2 separate regions of the Hordeum vulgare genome follow, and region 2 is linked to region 1. Evidence: chromatin contacts called from public Hi-C data. All regions are on one chromosome and are shown on one strand. Each heading gives the region's core, a stretch centred on a gene start, on an enhancer-like site or on the middle of the called end of the contact. The rest is flanking DNA. Distances are from core to core; before and after follow the strand shown.

Region 1 (2,700 bases), core at 201-2,700:
CCACTCTCCATTCTTTAACCTTGCCAACTCGGTTCATGAAGCGGCGACTCTCCCTTGAGATTAGTGGAGGAGGAAGCCTTGGGTTCAAATTCACCTTGGAACCATAATAGTCGAAGTATGCAGGATCAGCACGTAACTGCTCCTCGGCCGTGGAACTTCCAATCACATTGTCCAAGTTACCTAAACTGGCGTCGAAGTTTCCACTCTTCTGGCCTATAAGATTACCAAGAGCAGCAAGAGATCCCTCCATGCTAGGAGGCGCGCTTCCACTTCGATTTGGGACAGACTCCCCCCAGCCCCCATAAATCCCACTGCCACTCTCCACAAACCCCAGCCCTTCTCCAGGAAGATTTCCCAGTGGAGAGTCGAATGCTCCGAAATCCTTAGTCCAGCCACCAGCCCCTCCCCCTCCAATTAACCGAACAGCACTCTGTGTGGCCATTACACTGCAAGGAACCAGATGAGAGGGGGAAAATGAATATTTAGTGTTTATCAATTGACTATATTAGCAAGTTACATTCCTACTCTATCATTTTCCTAGTCTAGCTATTCAAGATCAACTTTTTTATGTATATCCATTCAGGGGTAACTGGATTTACCGATTTGGCACATTCAGCAGGCAACAAGATAAGCTTGGTTGAAGCAAATGATTTCCAGAGTTAATGTTTCATATTAGGAAACTATGAATGACAGAATAATAATAACATACAAGGAGACTACCCAAACATGCTAAGGTACCAAGCCTCGGAATCTCTGGATGACCCAAAATGTGGCATTATAACTTGGGGTAAATAGAAATGACTTGTCAACGAGAAGCCTAACGCAATGGATTGCATGCTTGCAGCCCAAGCACACAGCAATTCCAAAGCGAAAGCGCCCAATTTGCACCTAAAAGGCAAGAGCTTGGCAGCGAAATCAGGCACAAATCCATCAGACACCTGGACACAAAGTTAGGCCGTCCTCGACACCCTCAATCCTGTACCTCCAAATCACAACAAAATCGAGGAAAATCCCGGTTCCTTTCTGTTCCGGTGAGTCTTTTTAGACGACTTTTTTTGTGCTTGTTCTAGTGAGGTCGCCTGATTATATACGGGAGAGAGCGAGGGAGAGCGAACGAGAGGGATAGGTACCTTGGCGCCTCCGAGCCAGCCGAAGCTTCCAAACCCTAGGCGAGCACCAGAGCCGGCACCAACCCGGCCACCTCCTTTACCTTGACCTCCTCGCCCCAAGCCGCGGCAACTGGCCAGCCCTCGCTTCCCTCTCCCTCTCCCTCCCCGGAGAAGAACCAGGTCGAGTCCCCCTTCTCCCTCTCGTCGCCGACGATCTTCTCCTTCTGGAAGCCTTGCTCCTCCTCTCTGGGTCTTCCCCTCTTTCTCTTTTGCGGGCGGAGAAAAAGGGATGTCGCGTCTAAAACCCTCGAACCGCTTGCTTGCCGCGGGCGGCGGCGTCGTCCCCACTGCTTTGAGGGTCGTGCTGGGAGATGATGTGCGGCGGGGATGCGGTGGTGGTGACGGTGACGGGCCTATCTGGTACGCCAACGTGTCGCCGGAGCACGGGGCACAGGGGTCAGCTCGGTGACGGTAGCAGGTGCGCTGGACGCTACGGCCACCCGAATGGAGCAGCTGTACTCGGAACGTGGAAATGGCTCCGGCAGAGAAATATAGATATGGGTGTAAACCAATTTCTGGTTGAATGGTTAGAGGGATTAGTATTATTCTAGCATATTATGATTCAAGTCTTGGTGTTTGTATTGTTTCTGAATTTATTTTAAAATTTTCGATGATACACTTTTAATGCAAGGAGACGTTTTCGTCGACGATGACTTCAAAAATCTTAAAATGATATGACGGCTCAGTCTTTCGGAGGTGTTCATAGAGATAGAGTATGCGCGTGTGTGTTTATAAGGATGAGTGTATACGCATGTATATGAACGATTGCGTCTATACTATGTTGAAGAAGAAGAAAATACCCGTGTGTTTAAAATTTTACACCTATACGGAGTAAAACATTCAAAAAAATAATACAAGGAGAGTTGGACTTTCCTAAACCTTAAGTCGACTAAAATTTATACCCAAATGATAAGATCATGTGTTGCACGAAGCACTTCGGTTCTAATATTTGTTATCTTTATTTATTTATTAACACAGTACAAATGCAAGCATTCATATAAACATGCATATACTTACCCCTACGTATACACACACATCCTATCGCTATGAGCATTTTTGAGAGACTGAGCCGACATATTATCGTGAGATTTACGAAGTCGTCTAAGAGTCTTGTCAACGGAAACGTCTCCTCTCACTGAATGCGCATCGCCGAAAATAAATTCAGAAATAATGCAAGCTTTGGGACTTGAATTCTGATGGGCTCAGGATATCACTGACCCTCTAACCATCCAACCACATGTTGGTTCACCTTTTATATCTAGTCCTAAAGGCTTGGTTGGTAGGATTGCGTCCATGGTTATTTTTCGTCCTCCGCTTTTTGTGTGGGTTCTTTTTTGTCCCTCCTCCCACCCTCGTCTGAATTTTTTTCGTCTCTCCTCCCATCATCCCTCCCACCTTGGTTGGTACGACGGGACGCGGCCTTCGCGGCCGATGCCTCCTCTCCTAAACGAGATGCGGCAGCCATCGAACAGGGGGATGCCCGCGACCGTCGTCGTCATCGCGGATCAACAAGACACGACCGTAGCGGATC
Region 2 (2,700 bases), core at 171-2,670, 610 kb after region 1:
TCTCACATATTCAACAAACATTCATATCACATTCAACCATCATAAGCGATAAATACAAATTAATCATATTCAACTAACATCATTCATTCAACATCATTAAACCATTTTCAATTTTATTTTGAACATCATTCATTCATGTATTCAACATTTGTACAAAAATACGTAAATATGCATATGCATAATTCACCAAAATCCATTGTATTCAAACATTGCAATATATGATCCATCCATTCAACATCATCCATCAACTACATCATCCATCACTAGTTAGAATCCCCCCAACATATATCATATGGCATTCATTTTTTAACATGAACTAGGGTTCATCTTCAAACTACATAGCATCTCTTCACCTAGTTACTAGGGTCCATATTCAACCCCATACATCATATAGAATCAACCTAAATAACCCTAGGATCAACCAAATTGAAACTCTAGTAAAAAATAGGGTTCATTTGAAGCAAATAATGGATCGAATCGAAAGCTATTTGACTAAAACTAATTGGAGGGATTGAAAGAGCTTACTTTTCCATTTTCGAAGCCATCTCGATCTACAAAAACTGTCAACAAACGAAGAAGATCCGAGGAAGGGAGTGAAGGGGATGGGAGAGGGAGCAAGAAGGAGAATTCTTTGTTCTTGCGTGCGGGGTGGGGAAAAGATGGGAGGTGGGCGAAACAGCCCCACGGGTTTATAAATGCCCGGACCCTACTGCCGAAGACCCTGACGGTAGGGGTAGACAGCCTACCGTCTGGCCCTGTGACGGTAGGGTCGAACGGAGGTCACGGCAGCCGTCAGTTGGAGCTGCGGCGGGGTGGGGGAAAAGATAGGGATGAGCGAACCAGCCCCTGAGCTTATAACTGCGCGAGCCCTACTGCCGAAGACCCTGACGATAGGGTTAGACAGCCTACCGTCGGGCCCTATAACGGTAGGGTCGAACGGAGGTCACGACAGCCATCAGTTGGATGAATTGTCTATCGTCGAAGGTCTCGACGGTATGCTATCTAACCCTACTCCTAATATTCCTAGGGTACGATTTTTTTTTTTTTTTTGAAGCAGGGTCAAATCCTAATGAACTTTTCACGAAGGAAAACCCGAAATTTTGGCCCGCCGTGGTGAGGAGAGCACTGAGAACCCGTGACCCCTGAAAAAGGAAAGGGAAAACAGGTTCAGGGTCCCAGCCCCAGCGTCAGCAGCCTGCCGCAGTCCTCGACCGCTCGCTGCTATTGTATTCGCGGAGACGAGACGACGACAGGCGTCGTACCATTCAGCCCGGTCTCCGATGCACTTCACACACACTCCCCGCTTTGACCATCCTAATCACGCCGTAAAGCGGTAAAACCCCCCAACCTGATTCAAACCCCGCCGCCTAAACCCCTCCTAACCCCGCGGTTAAACCACTCCAGGCATCGCCCAAAACCAAAACGGAACAGGTCGGCGACGCGCCGTGCCAGTTCAAGCCCCCAAACCTCACGAGGCCACCAGGCGAGAGAGGGAGGCTGCTCACGAGGAGCAGCAGCAGAATCAGAACCAGCAGCGCCGCAGCCCCCGCAGCAAACGGCCCAATCGCCGGCGCGAGGGGGTGGAGCTTCCCGTCCCGAGGTTCGTCGGCGCGGCCGTTTTCTCCCCGGTGTCCGGCGCCTCGATCTCGTCTCCTAGCCGCCGCCGCCGCTCTCCACCGGCCGATCCCGCGAGCCCAGGCCGCAGATCGTTCCATTCCGCGAGGTATTTCCGGGCGGCGCCGCCGCTGATCCGCTAGGGTTCTAGCGAGCCGCTCCTGTTCCTGTCCCTTTCGTTTTATTCTCCCGTCCCTGTCGGGTCCTTTTTACGCACCGGGCGATTCTCGTGCTGCTTGCAGGAGAGGCGAAAGTGAGCGCGCGCGGCCTCTGGACCAACCGGGGAAAGGCAAAGGGGGAGGGTAGGTTCCGGCTTTAGGAGTGAGCTCCCGGGTCATGGATTTCTTCAAGCTCAAGAAGTTTGGCAAGGCCCGGAAGGGCTCCAGGCGTGAGGGAGAGGCCTTGGAGTGCGAAGAGGAGGCCAACCCCGGGAATGTGGGTTTGGAGGGTGACGTCTTCGAGGAGAACCCTGAGGCGGCCGCAGGGGCCGGTGTGGCCAACGTGGGGGAGGAGGTTGGGGAGGAAGAGGAGGACGAGGACGACGATTTCATCACCAACGAGGTGAAGCGGAGGCTCAAGGACATGAGGAAGAACACCTTCATGGTGCTCATCCCGGAGGATGAGAATGCTGAGGTGGAGGAGGATGGGGACGAGGAGGAGGAGGAGGAAGGGAGTAGCTCCAGGGAGTGGATGGAGTCCGACGTCGGTGAAGGGTTCCCGCTATGTGGCTTCGACTCGCTCTATGATAAGTACTCTCAGAGAATGGTGGCGTTTGATAACATGATTACACAGATCTTTAAGGATCCAGGTGAAAATTATAACCACATTGTAGTTTCTTGTATGGCTGCTTAGAGTTGTTGCGTGTTTGACTTGAATGCCACACAATGTGTTTTACTTTCCTGCTGCTATCTGGCTGGCATATTAGTTTCAAAGCAACATTTCAGTTATCGCTCTTCTTTGCTAAGTAACGGCACCATTTAGTCCACCTAGAAGTGCACACCATCGATTTTCCTTTTTAGTATAATGATAGATTTGAAAAATCTGCATGGTGAAAAATATAGCACATTCTAGTCTTTTGTATGGTTG

Evidence for each region. A called contact is a pair of places that touch in the nucleus more often than the background predicts.
Region 2: a Hi-C map of seedling shows a contact between it and region 1, with 4 times the contacts expected there. The contact joins the promoter of LOC123412887 here to the promoter of LOC123413488 in region 1. A contact is called at or near these places in 1 of 6 Hi-C or Micro-C datasets (seedling) and 1 of 1 datasets of contacts at active chromatin or transcription factors (embryo).

Annotation. Positions count from the first base shown.
Region 1 is chr7H:187,985,999-187,988,698 of MorexV3_pseudomolecules_assembly, forward strand. It overlaps LOC123413488 (pumilio homolog 5-like), which reads right to left and starts at 1,451. Exons shown (of 10, transcript XM_045106428.1): 1 at 1,131-1,451; 2 at 1-446. The coding sequence starts at 442.
Region 2 is chr7H:188,599,947-188,602,646 of MorexV3_pseudomolecules_assembly, forward strand. LOC123412887 reads left to right here and starts at 1,421. Exons shown (of 5, transcript XM_045105849.1): 1 at 1,421-1,723; 2 at 1,857-2,422. The coding sequence starts at 1,951. The region is part of intron 2 of LOC123412888 (a long non-coding RNA gene); the gene reads right to left.